Linked DNA regions of Oryctolagus cuniculus: region 2 is linked to region 1. The links are chromatin contacts, called in public Hi-C maps. All regions are on one chromosome and are shown on one strand. The core of a region is the stretch at or near the end of the contact, and the rest is flanking DNA. Distances in the headings are between cores, read along the strand shown. Region 1 holds the start of DNAJC21 (DnaJ heat shock protein family (Hsp40) member C21). Region 2 overlaps AGXT2 (alanine--glyoxylate aminotransferase 2).

Region 1 (5,959 bases), core at 2,966-5,465:
GCCTGGGGAAGCAGTGGAGGATGGTCCAAGTGTTTGGGCCCCTGTACCCACAAGGGAGACCCAGATGAAGCTCCTGGCTTGGGTCTGGCTGAGCCCTGGCCACTGTGGCCATTGAGGGGAGTGAACCAGCAGGTAAAAGATCTCTGACTCCCCTACCCTAACTCTTTCAAATAAGCAAATAAATCTTCTAAATAAGAAAAGTTTAAAAGCAGTCATGAGGGACTGGCGTCGTGGCCCAGCAGGTTAAGCCAGCACCTGGAATGCTAGCATCTCATAAGAAGGCAGGTTCATGTCCTGGCTGCTCCACTTTCAGCTAATGCACCTAGGAAAGCAGCAGGTGGCCAGAGTGCTTGGTCCCCTGCACCCATGTGGGAGTCCTGAATGGAATTCTGAATTCCTGGCTTCAGCCTGGCCCAGCCTTGGCCATTGTGGCCATTTGGGGAGTGAACCAGAGGCTAAAGCTCTCTCTGTCTCACCCCTTCTGTTAAACTATGCTTTTCAAATAAATACTAAATTTTCATTAAAAAAAAAAAAAAAGGCAGTAAAAGAAAGGGCAGTTGGCACAGCAATTAAGACCCTACTTGGGACACCTGCACTCCACACTAAACTGCCTGGGTCTGAGTCCCAGCTCCACTTTAAATGCCAGCTTCCTGTGCTAATGCACACTCAGGGAAGTAGCTGGTGACAGTTCAAGTAGCTGGGTTCCTACCACCGACACAGGAGATCCAGATTGAGTTCTAGGCTCCCAGATATGGCATGACCCTGGTTGTTGCCGGTATTTGGAGAGTAAACCAGTGGAAAGAAAATCTTTCTATTCATCGCAGTCTGTCTCTCTCTGCCTTTCAAATAAAATGAAAATACACTTACTTTAAAGCATCCATTAAAAAAAAAATCCCATTAAGCAACTGCAAAAACCACAGGTATTGCAAGCCCAGTCGTTAAAGTTTAAGAGGCATCCTCACATTATTCTTTCTCTCGACACGTTCATGCACTCTTGTGCTCTCTCCAGTGCCTGGAAAATTTCATGGATCATGTCTTTCAGCCCTGGCCTAAAGCCAGGCTCCCTGAAAACACCACTTGCCTACAGGCCTGCCCGGCTCCTCTTGCCACAGCACTTCCATGCTGGCCTGACCACATGGATCCTTCCCTCACACATGACTAAGATCCTTAGGCCATACCACCTTCCTCCCCTTCTCACTGCCTACTCGTCTCCAGCCACGCCCCTCTGACTCACTGAAAATGCTGGCACCTGACTCAGAATTTTCAACCCCAGCTTCTAGGTCAGTCATCCCAGGTGCCATCATTGCTGCCTGACCACCCAGCCTCCCCAGCTCCAGTCTTGCTTGGCCCCTACAGTCCATTCTGCCCAATATAGCCAGAGACTTGAAAAACACAAACCCACCATCCCCCTACTTCCAATTCGTCAGCGGCTTCCAATGCCTTTAGGTCCAAGTCCTGACCCTGTACCCTAGTGAGGTGGCCGCTGTTTACCGGGCCATGCTCGTCGTGTCCTGCCTCCCTCTACCTGTATTCCGCCTTGGGGTCTCCACCTACATGTCCCTTCTTCAGCAGCTAATTTCCTGGACAGCTCTCCCTTCTCCCACCAACACATAAACCTAGTCACGGCTGGATTCACCTGCTCCTAAGCACCTCGTACCTGCCTTCATACAGCCCCTGCATCATCAGACCGAAGCTGCCCCTTTTCCTTTTTGCCCTCAGACGGGGACCTTTTCCGCTTTCATCAGATGAATTACTAAAAGCTGCCCTGAGATCACACAGATGTTACTAGACAGAATTATTGACCTTACTGAAAATTATTCTCAGTCCCTCAATCAAGGTAATTACTTGTTCTTTAATACCATAAAAAAGACAGCTTTTCCATTTGAGTTAAGCAAAGCTTTACTATAGAAACATTAAGATGCAGTGCACACTGAACAAAATTAAACATTTTTTGAGTGAGGCATTTTCAAACCAAAAGATATCTGAGATGCCGTTAATCACAGTGATAGAAAAGATATATATGCACATTCAGTTCCTGACAGGTTTCAGAGCAGTTATATGCTATTTTACTAACATCTTCATACTTCATCCTTTCTTTCATGCACTGATTGCCAATTAATCACCAAATCTGGTAATTTCTCCTGTCAACATCTCTCCCTATGAGGTCTCTGCCCTAGCCTGACCCTGAGCCTCGATTGGGTAACAACCTGTCCCCTGTGGACTGACTTCTGTCTCCAGGCTTCTTCAAGGCACTGGGCTGCCTCCCCAGGATCCTCCAAGACTTATTAATAACACCAGCCGTGACTCTCCTTTAGTGGTAAAACAAATCTCTCAGGAACATTCAAGACCCTCTACAATGTGATGTCAAACTATTCTTCAAAAACATTTAATAGTGTTACCAAAATTACATATGCTGGGATCAGCTTTGTGATGCGATGAGCTAAGCTGCCACTCACAACACAGTGTGTTGGTTAAGCCCATATGGGATGCTGCCACTGCCGGTGGTGGCTTTACCCACTATGCCACAGTGCTGGCCCCCTCTAACTTCTTTCTGATTTCCTAACTCAGTTACTAAAGGTAATTACCTCATTACTCTACCAATATTCTTTACCAATATTACTTCTGGGTTTATTAACATTGACAACATTGACAATATCGTCTAACTTCCTGATGTGATAAACATTTCGGTACTTGGGCCATTTACATCTGTCCTTACACTATATGAAAAGTCTTCAAAAAGTCCACGGGAAATGCATACTGTCGAAAAGCTGCAGGGATTTCAAAAAAATGTTTGAAGCAAAATAAAGTCATCTTTTAATTACAGTTCCAAAGAACTTTTGGGAAGTACCTGATTTTCATGCCATTTTTCAGTGCTTCTGCTGGCAGTCAGTATTCCTTTGAAGAACAGACTCACACCTGTTGCTTGTTTCAGCAACCATCAACACCCCTTCCCAGCTGGGCCTCTGCCCGTTCCCTCATCTCCGCCTTCCCAGGACCACCACCTCGGTCCAACTGCCCCTGGCCCGTCTTCTGCCCCCACTGTGCTCCCCCCCATACTTTAAGTTTGCATTTTCAAATTCTGTTCCCCCGGGGTCCTCGGTGACAAGGTAACTCAAGTCCCTGCTCACACACAGATAATTCCCAGGAAATTATTAGTTGCTCTGTTAACCCAACTACCAACCCATCACCACGTTACACTGTTTCATTTGCACCTGTATGTATGTGTGGCGTGTTGCCCAGCGAGGCTCCGAGGTCCCTGTCTTGGCATTTCAGAGTTCGCATGCATACAAGGCGATCACCTGCCAGCTGTGTTTACGAATTCATGAAACTACTCACGCTCCTTATTATAAACCCCAGAAGGCTGAGATTCAACTTCGTAGTTTCCCGGGCTGGAATGCCACACAGGCCCGGGTCACAACCAAACAGAACCACCAGAGGCGGCATAGTTCTAAATCAACACACACACACACACACACACACACACACACACACACACACGGGCGGACACTCCATCAGAGTGAGCCGCAGAACCGGGTCCCAAGTGAGGCGCAGGGCTGCTTCGCCGGCCCACGAGCAGCAGAGAGAAGCATTCCTTTTAGAGGGCCCCTGACGAGCTCCCCTGACTTAATTTCGCTGAGAAAGGTGCCCAAGTTAGGGATTCCTGGATGAAGTTCTGGGAGCTCCATGGACTGAGGCCCACCAGGGGCGAGGCAGGGGCCAGCCTGAGCTCGGAGCCTCGCGGCCCGGCCCCGGCCCCCGCCCCGGGTGTGTGCGGGGGCGCAGGTGAAGTCGCCGACACCTGTCTCTCCCCATCAGGTGGCCATGCGGGAGCCGGGACCGTCGGGAAAGAGCGGGGTTCTGAGCCGGAGGGGCCTGGGAGCGGGGCGCCGGGCCGGGCCCCCGGCGTCGCCCAGGAGAGGGGTGAGAAGGGTCGCGGGCCCGCGGCGGTTGCGGGACAGCACCTACCAGGGTGCCATTTCAGGGCCAGCTTCCGATAGGCCTTCTTGAGCTCCTCCTCGCTGGCGTCGCGCCGCACCCCCAGCGCCTCGTAGTGACACTTCATCGCCGGGCCAGGCGGGGAGCCGGGGCGACCCGGGCCCGGGCAGGGGCAGCGGCGGCGCTGACGGGCCTCTCCTCCGGCGGCAGCCCGGCGCCCGCACCGGGCCAGCCAGCGAGCGCGGCGGCGGCGGCGGCGGCGTGGGACGGCGGAGGCGCGCGGCGCTGGCGGGCGACGCGGGCTGCGGCACGCGGGCGCGCGGAGGGGGCGGTGCCGGCGGCGGCGGCTCCGCATGGGAGGCGGGGCGGATCTGCTCCCGGAAGGGCCGCGCGCGAGGGAGGCGGGGCAGCGGCGGGGTGGGGGCGGAGCCTCGCGGAAGGGAGGCAGGGCCGTCAGGTGTCATTGTGAGGGCCACAGATGGCTATCAGATTGAGTGGCGTCTACTTGGCCGCTGATCTGAAAGCTGATGGGACGGAATAGGGTTGCTATGAGAGGTTCTGGTAAATATCTTGTAGGGCTCTGACTATATTATAAGTTATAAATGTTCACCTTTTGTTTGAAAAGGATACAGAGAACTTCCATCCCTGGTTATTTCCCCGAATGTTAGCAACATCCAGGGCTGGGCCTGGCCAAACCCACAAGTGGGGATGTCAATCCGGATCTCCCACGTGCATGCAGGAACCCAACTGCTTGAGCTATCACCTGCTACCCCTAGGGTACACATGGGTAGAAGCTGGAATCTGGAGCGGAGCCAGGACTCGAACCTGGGCATTCTGACACAGGACAGACTCCCAGACTTCCCAAGAGGCATCTTCACCACTGAGCCAGCAACTCAAGTAGTCCTGTGGCTGGCCTGACCCTCCTCAGCTGACAGTGGCAGTACTTGGCTGGACTGAACCCAATTTTTAATCTCTTTCCTTAATCTCTTTCCAACTCTTCAGCTGCCACTTAGTACTCTGATCTACATGGAAAATTACAGTAAGATAAACATTTCTTCAAGTAACATACCAAAAGCTTTATTATTGTCAAGGATAAAATGTTGAGTATTCATCCATCCAGTCCTCTTTAAATGTATTTCTGGTCAATAATCCTACCTTTCCATAATTGGCTTGGACTGAGAAAGTGGCTATGGAATAGTATTTAACCAGTAGCTTCTGGCTGATCTACATGTATTACATTGTATTACAGTACGGAGGATCTGTACAACTGCTGCAATTTGATAAGGTGTCATATCCCACTGTCCTTAAATTGCATCCACACACCAATACATTCCCCTGTAATGTGGAGTATTCACACACACTACCTGTGAGTTTCCTGTATCAACTACATATGGGTAAGGACAGAAGGGTTAGTGGTGTTTCTGACACCTGTTGAAATGAACAATTTGTTTATCCCTTATTCCCTAGTATCAAAACCAACCCTAAGCCTTACCAGGTTTCTCCACACAGCAATGTCACCAGTCACCATTCAAAACTTTTATTTTCCACAGCCTCAACCTTTTGGCATTGGCACTGGACATGGACTGAGAAGTCTGAGCTTGAGGGGAAATGGGAACTTTATGCTCTCAAGAACAGAATCTATCTTTGGAGCCGGCGCCGTGGCTCACTAGGCTAATCCTCCACCTTGCGGCGCCGGCACACCGGGTTCTAGTCCCGGTTGGGGCGCCAGATTCTGTCCCGGTTGCCCCTCTTCCAGGCCAGCTCTCTGCTATGGCCAGGGAGTGCAGTGGAGGATGGCCCAGGTGCTTGGGCCCTGCACCCCATGGGAGACCAGGAAAAGCACCTGGATCCTGGCTCCTGCCATCGGATCAGCGCGATGCGCCGGCTGCAGCGGCGGCCATTGGAGGGTGAACCAACGGCAAAGGAAGACCTTTCTCTCTCTCTCTCTCTCACTGTCCACTCTGCCTGTCAAAAATTAAAAAAAAAAATCTATCTTTGCCTGTAACTTTGTAGATATGCATGG
Region 2 (6,870 bases), core at 1,865-4,364, 70 kb before region 1:
CAGTCCCTGTTTCCAGCTTCCTATTAATGTACTCTCCAGGAGACAGCAGGCAATGACTCAAGTAGTTGAGTCTCTGTCACCCACTTGGGAGACCTGGGCTGGGTTCTTGGCTCCTGGCTTCACCCTAGCCCAACCTGGGCAATTGCAAGCATTTGGGGAGAGCTCTCTTATCTGTCTTTCACATAACTAAAAATATTTTTAAAGCGGTAAGAGTAGAATATACATCCACAAAGGATCACAACAGAAACAGAAAGCACACTGAATTCATTAAGAGTGAAGCCATAGAAGCAAAAACCTGGATGTCATGAAGATCAAGGAGTTAAGCCTCGATCTGACTGGTGCTGAGCAGAGGGGCAGTTCGGTGGCCTTGGAGTGGCTGTGAGATTAATCCATGAGAGAGAACATCACAAAAGAAAGCTCAGGATAGGGTTTTCCACAGCGAGTGAGAAAACACAAACTTTCCATTAGATGGGACTTGATGCAGTGAGAGGAGGTTACACCAGCTCCCATTTGATTTGTTTGGGGCAAATTAACTTCTAGGTTAATTTGATATCAAGCTTTCTCACACCCAAAAAGAGGATGACATCACCCCCATGGAACCCTATTGAGAGTTTAAACAAGAAAATACTGCAGTCACTGCTCATTACTATCAACTCTGTCCGCAGAGAGTCCCTGCCTTTTCCTGGAACCTCCTTAGCAGGCACTTGGCTCTCGCCATTTGAGCTAACGTTTGTGCTTGTGCAGACATGTGATCTGCTGAACTTGACTCTAAACTATTGGCCAAGTGACATTATCTAATCCTCATAAACTTGGAGCCTAACATAATGTTCCTCACAGAGAGGCAAAAGCTAACTCCTCACAGTGCTGTGTGCATTTTGTCCATAGATCTTATGGCATCTTAGACAACAACTAGCCCACTTGAGATAAATGATTAGTCATCTGACAAGGCTGTGATGTCTGTATGTGATTTACAAATATGTGTAGTATATATATTCGGATATTTGTTACTATATAGCTAGAATTACATACTTCTAGTCAATGTGTATGTATTTAGATATATATCATATTATCATATGTGTGGATTCTTAGCTAACTGCTAAGAATAATAATAAGGATAATAGAGTACCCTAGGGACATTACCAAATACCATCTCAGAAAGGAAGGAAAAAGCCACTGTTAGATGACGTATGGCAAGGCCTTAATAACCCCTGGAAGAATTTAGAAGCTTCCCAGAAATCTTCACGCTTCCTCCAAGGCTACATTGCAAATCTTTGCACTCTGCTCAGGCCTGTAGTCCACAGTTTGGCCCTTCTCACTCTCAGTACACGACTTGGCATTTGACTTAATGGGAAAACAGGAGGTGTATCCAACAAGAACTCTGATTCTCACCCTCCTGCATAGAGCCCTCCTCTGCCTTCCTAAAATTGCCTCTTGCTTGCTCCCCAGCCGGTGCCCAGTGCCCTTTCCTGGCCTTCTCCCCAACATCTTGCTGGTCTCTCAACTCTCGTAGGGTCCTGCAGGGTGCACTTTTGGCCTGCACCTGCGACAGTACCTTCCCCAAACTCCAGGCTCCTCTGCCCTTCACAAAGCCTGTGTTCACTTTCATGGTCAAGCTATTATTTCACATCGACCTTTGCCCTCCCCTGTATTCTCCAGGATCTTGTGTGAGTTGTTCATTCTCTACTGGATCTTTAACTTCTACATTCTTCTTTTCTTCTCAACCTATAAACATGCAGTCTGTCATTGTTATTGCATTAAAAAAAAAAAAACTTTCTGCAAATGTTTCTCCTCTTGCTAAAAGTGATGTGCTGGGAAGAAGTGGGAAAATGCTACATCATTCCCTCACTTCTCTCTTTCCTCTGCAGCACGGCTCTTGGGAACGTATTCTGATGCAAATGGCCAATACAGCCCCAGTGGCCACATTCAAGCCTTCATCCCAGCTGCACCTCTGTGGGATCTGTGACTGCTGGCCATGCTCTTAGAAATCCTCTCCTCTACTTTTCATTTTTCATAGCACTACAGACTTCCATTTTCTTTTCTTTTCTTTTTTTCTTTTTTTTTTTTTTTTTTTTTGGACAGGCAGAGTGGACAGTGAGAGAGACAGAGAGAAAGGTCTTCCTTTTCTGTTGGTTCACCCCTCAATGACTGCTGCGGCCGGCGCACCGCGCTGATCCGAAGCCAGGAGCCAGGTGCTTCTCCTGGTCTCCCATGCAGGTGCAGGAGCCCAAGCACTTGGGCCATCCTCCACTGCACTCCCGGGCCACAGCAGAGAGCTGGCCTGGAAGAGGAGCAACTGGGATAGAACCTGGACTAGAACCCGGGGTGCTGGTGCCGCAGGCGGAGGATTAGCCTAGTGAGCAATAGCGCCGGCCAGACTTCCATGTTCATATCACTTCTCGGGTCCTTTCCGTTCTCACACATTGGTTCTGGTTTCATTTGCCCCAGATAATAGTACACTCTAGGGACATGACACTGACCCTTTCGTCCTCCTCTCTGTACATTCTGTCTGAGTGATTTTCCTGGTGGCTTTCCATCTGGGTACTGATAATCCTAAGCACATCTCCTGAACATTCTCCTCCACTTGACTTGAAATTCACACAGCCAGCGGCCTAGTGTCTCTGTGCACCCCCTGCCTTCTCTTCCTGCACTCCTGGCTACAGAGATATTTACTGACACATTGCTTTCTTGCCGTAAGTGCCTGGTGCTGGCTAATCCCCCCAGCCATCCCAGCCAGTCTTAAGCAAATTTGAGCCTATCTCACTTCATTGCCAGCCCTTTTGCTGCCCTGTTCACCTGCCAATCACAGCTTTTTTTGTCTCCTCTGAGTGTCCCAGACTTGGCAGTCATAGCTGATGTGTTCTTCACTGCTGGCCCTTGGTACACTTGGGACTTGCTTGGTCCATTTATTGCTCTGTTCCCTCCTTGGTCATGTTGTCCAGACTGACAGTCAGCACCTCACCCTCACCATGAAAGAGCTAAGCTAAGGGCCCTTCCTGTTACCTCCTTCTCTGCTCTTGCAAAAAGTCACAACTTGCAGGCATCATTCATTGGTACTTGAAGGAAATTTTTAAAAAGCAAGGAGGTAGGAGGAGAATGGAAATTCTGCCAGAAGTGAAATATTTTTAGGAGTTTCTTCTTCCTAAGCTGGCACTGGGGGCGAGGACCAGCACTATCACTGCACTCCTGTAGGAGTGTTGTTGATAATCACTGTCCCACAGAGGAGGACTCCCACTAGTTCTGTGTGGCACCCACACATACCAGGACCACCTGGCAGTGGCCTGATCCATGCGGCTGCGGTGGTCCTGTGCCAGTTCAACCAACCTGGGCTCGAAGGCCCTCTCTATTCTTGACAGTACTCCTGGAGCCAACTCCTAGACCCTGGGAGCCATGTCTGTAAGCCCCTCCTTCCATCTTTGCAGCAGGATTCCTTCCCTGCCCAGGAGCACTGCCTCCCTTCCCCCTCTCTGCTACTTCTCTATGTCACCCAGAATCAACCCCTCCCTGACTCCTCCAATCCTTCTAGAGGGTTGAGGGGACACGCACTGGCTTCATATCAAAGGAAGTAGGGTGTATATTCATTCAATCCGTGTGGTTCAGGGAAGAAAGCAGTTTAGTTTCTGTATTAAACTTTCCAAGATTCAGATTTTGCCATTTTTGAAAGCATTCTTCAAAGGAACAAGCTGTGTAGTTACACAATTTCTTAAAAAAATGTACCTGAGAAAAAGACTCACGTTCTTGATCTCAAAACTCGCCAGAGAAACAGGAATTTAGAGTGGAGGTTAGGATACTGCATCCCACATACCCATAGCTGGGTTCAATTCCTGGCTCCATCTAATGCAGAGCCTGGGAGGAAATGAAAGTTCAAGTAATTTAATCCCTGTCACCCATGTCGGAGACCTGGACTGTGTCCCAGGCCCTCAGCTTCAGCCATGGCCAACCCCAGATGTTTCAGGCATATGGGCAGTTAACCAGATCTCTCTCTCTACCTCTCCCTCTCCCTCTCCCTCCGCTTACCCCTCCTCCTCCTCCTCCCCCTCCCTCTCTTTCTGTCTCTCTGCCTCACAAATTTATTTTTTTGATAAACAGTACCACAAACTACAGTAATCAAAACAGTAAAGTACTAGCGTAAGAACAGATACACAGACCAATAGAGTAGAATAGATAGTCCAGAAATAAAATCATGCATATACTTGATTTTTGACAAGCATTTCAAGACCATTCAATAGGGAAAGGACATTCTTTTCAAGAAATAGTGCTGATAAGACTGGAAAGCCACAGGCAGAAGAATGCAGTTTTCTTATCGATACATGCAAAATTAACCCAAAATGAGCCGAAGACTTAAACATGAAAGCTAAAAATCATTAACTTCTTGGAAGAAAATATAGGTGAAAAATCTTCATTACATTGTATTTGGCAGGTATGTCTAGGACATGACACCAAAAGCATAGGCAACAAATTAAAAACAGTTAAATTGGGCTATGCAAAAGTTAAAAATTTTCTGCATTAAAAAAAACTTTCAAGAGAGTGAAAAGAAAGAAAAAAAGGAGAAAAGTATTTGTAAGTCATATATATGATAAGGGATTAATACCAAGAATATATAAAGAACTCCTCCAATTCATCAGCAAAAATATATATATTTAAAATGGGCACAGGACTTTATGGGTATTTCCTCAAAAGGATATACAAATGGATGAAAAAATATGATTAGATACTCAATGTTATAAATCTTTTGGGAAATGCAACTCAAAACCACAGAAGATATTACTTCATACCCACTAGCATAGCTATTATCAAAAAACAGGAAATAACAAGTATTTGGTGAAAACACAGACAAACTGAGTTCTTGTGCACTGCTGATAGTATTGTTTTCTGCTGTGGAAAAGAGCATGGGGATTGCACAAAAAGTTAAACATAGAATTACCATATGCTGTAGCCAGTCCGGCCTTTATGTGTATATACCCCAAAGAAGTGAAAGTAGGCACTCAAACAAATGATATTCCCATGTTCACAGCAGCATAATTTACAAAAGCCAAAGGTGGGCATGGGCAAATAGCCATCAAATATCAAATATCCATACGTGAAAAAGCACATCCTGGTATGTTCACCTGAGAGTATTTCAGAAAGTTCATTTAAAATGTAGTTAAAAGATATTTATTTTCATACAAAAGAAATTTTTTTTTTTTGAAATCCACAAAATTTTTTCATGGGCCTTTAAGCAATGGAACATTTTTCAGTCTTTAAAGGGGTAGAGATTCTGCTACATGCCATGGCATGGGTAAACCTTGAACTTGTTAAGTGAACAAAGGCAGTCACTAAAGGACAGCTAGTGTTTATTTCCATTGACATGAGGTCCCCAGGGCAAATTCATTGAGACAGAGAGTCTAATAGAGAACAGCTGGGAGTTATTGTTCGATGGGTACAGAGCTTCTATTTGGGGTAATTTAAAAATTCTAAGCATGGATAGTGGTGGTAATTATGCAACATTGTGAATGTGCTCAATGTCAAGAATTGTACATTTAAAATATTCAATTTTGCAACAATTTTAAGAAATGTTCACAGAAGATATTCATGTATAGAAAACATTTCTCTCAGTGAAGATGGGGGAGGGATTAATACAGAGGTTTAGATTGTATAAATTCATAGAATGAATGTTTACATGAATGGAGAGATTTAGCTGCCTTAAGGAAAACAGACTTCATATCTAGGTGAGGAGAAATGTTCACTATAGCAGAGAACTCAGCTGTTTGCTGCAAGTGTGTTTCTCATTACCAGACATTTGAGGTTAAGTCCATCCCAGAACGAGGCATAAGGTAAAGACCAGCAGAGATGCCTGGTTTGCGGTCACGGTTCAGTAAGCACCATCCCCAAGTGGGTGAGGTCAACATCCTCTCATCTGTGACGTGAGCAGGTTGAATCAGACAGAGCAACAAAACTCAGCGTTTTCTACTCTGAAACTTCAAACAGCAGCAGGGCACAGCAGCAGGACGATTCCTGGACTCGACTGAAGTAGTTTTGAGGCATCTTTGAGCTCTGGGACATCAGGGTGTGGCAGGCTTGCTTAGCACTGAGACCAGAGGTCTCCTGTGTAATGGGCATGTTGGTAATTGGCTGTAAAGGTGACCTTGTCGTGCTAATGAGATGCTAATGAGATGGGAAGTTTGAAAGTGAGTCCTACAGATCTGGCAATGGGAAGGTCTCCTAGGCTTCTCCTGATTGCTCCACAGCACCAGGCATAGACTGGGCACACATCAAGCCTTGTATATACCGTTGTCCCCTCCCAGCCCAATTCAGTGGTTTCACTTTCCATACTTCTAGTTACCTGTGCTCCAAAAATATATGGAAAATTCCAGAAATAGACAATTCATAAATTTTAAGATAGGTGCCACTCTGAATATCAGGAGGAAATTCATGTATAGAAAACATTTCTCTCAATGAAGATGGGGGAGGGATTACTACAGAGGTTTAGATTGTATAAATTCATACTCTGTTCTGCCCAGAACATGAATGATTGCTTTACCCAGTGTATCCATGCAGTATATGCTACCCACCCATTAGACCATCAAGGTATCACAGTGTTTGTATATAGGGTCCCATGCTGGTCACAGTTCGAGACATCCACTAGAAGTGGGGACACTGCTGCATTGATCATGGTGCCTTGGCATTCAGCCAGCAGTCTGCTCTTACATTACATTGGTTTTCATTCTGGGATAAACTACCTATGGCTCCTAAGGAAAACTCAAGGCACTGATGATAAATTATTAAGATAAAAAGGAAACATTGCTTAATAATGTTATTATATAATTTTAATAAAGCTTTAGAGTTTATTGCTTCAACAAGATAAAAAAATCAATTTCTAAAATCCCAAAGTAG

What was found. A called contact is a pair of places that touch in the nucleus more often than the background predicts.
Region 2: a Hi-C map of psoas muscle shows a contact between it and region 1, with 2.5 times the contacts expected there. The contact joins the enhancer-like site here to the promoter of DNAJC21 in region 1. A contact is called at or near these places in 2 of 6 Hi-C or Micro-C datasets (psoas muscle and skin fibroblasts).

Annotation. Positions count from the first base shown.
Region 1 is chr14:60,591,565-60,597,523 of mOryCun1.1, reverse strand. It overlaps DNAJC21 (DnaJ heat shock protein family (Hsp40) member C21), which reads right to left and starts at 4,215. Exons shown (of 12, transcript XM_008262105.4): 1 at 3,967-4,215. The coding sequence starts at 4,063.
Region 2 is chr14:60,659,730-60,666,599 of mOryCun1.1, reverse strand. AGXT2 (alanine--glyoxylate aminotransferase 2) reads left to right here. Exons shown (of 14, transcript XM_008262107.4): 14 at 1-2,381. Among named protein-coding and RNA genes, the nearest start is that of AGXT2, 52 kb to the left of the region's middle. Within about 2 kb of position 3,114, at least 3 of the 8 cell types and tissues checked have an H3K27ac peak or open chromatin away from gene starts, as enhancers often do.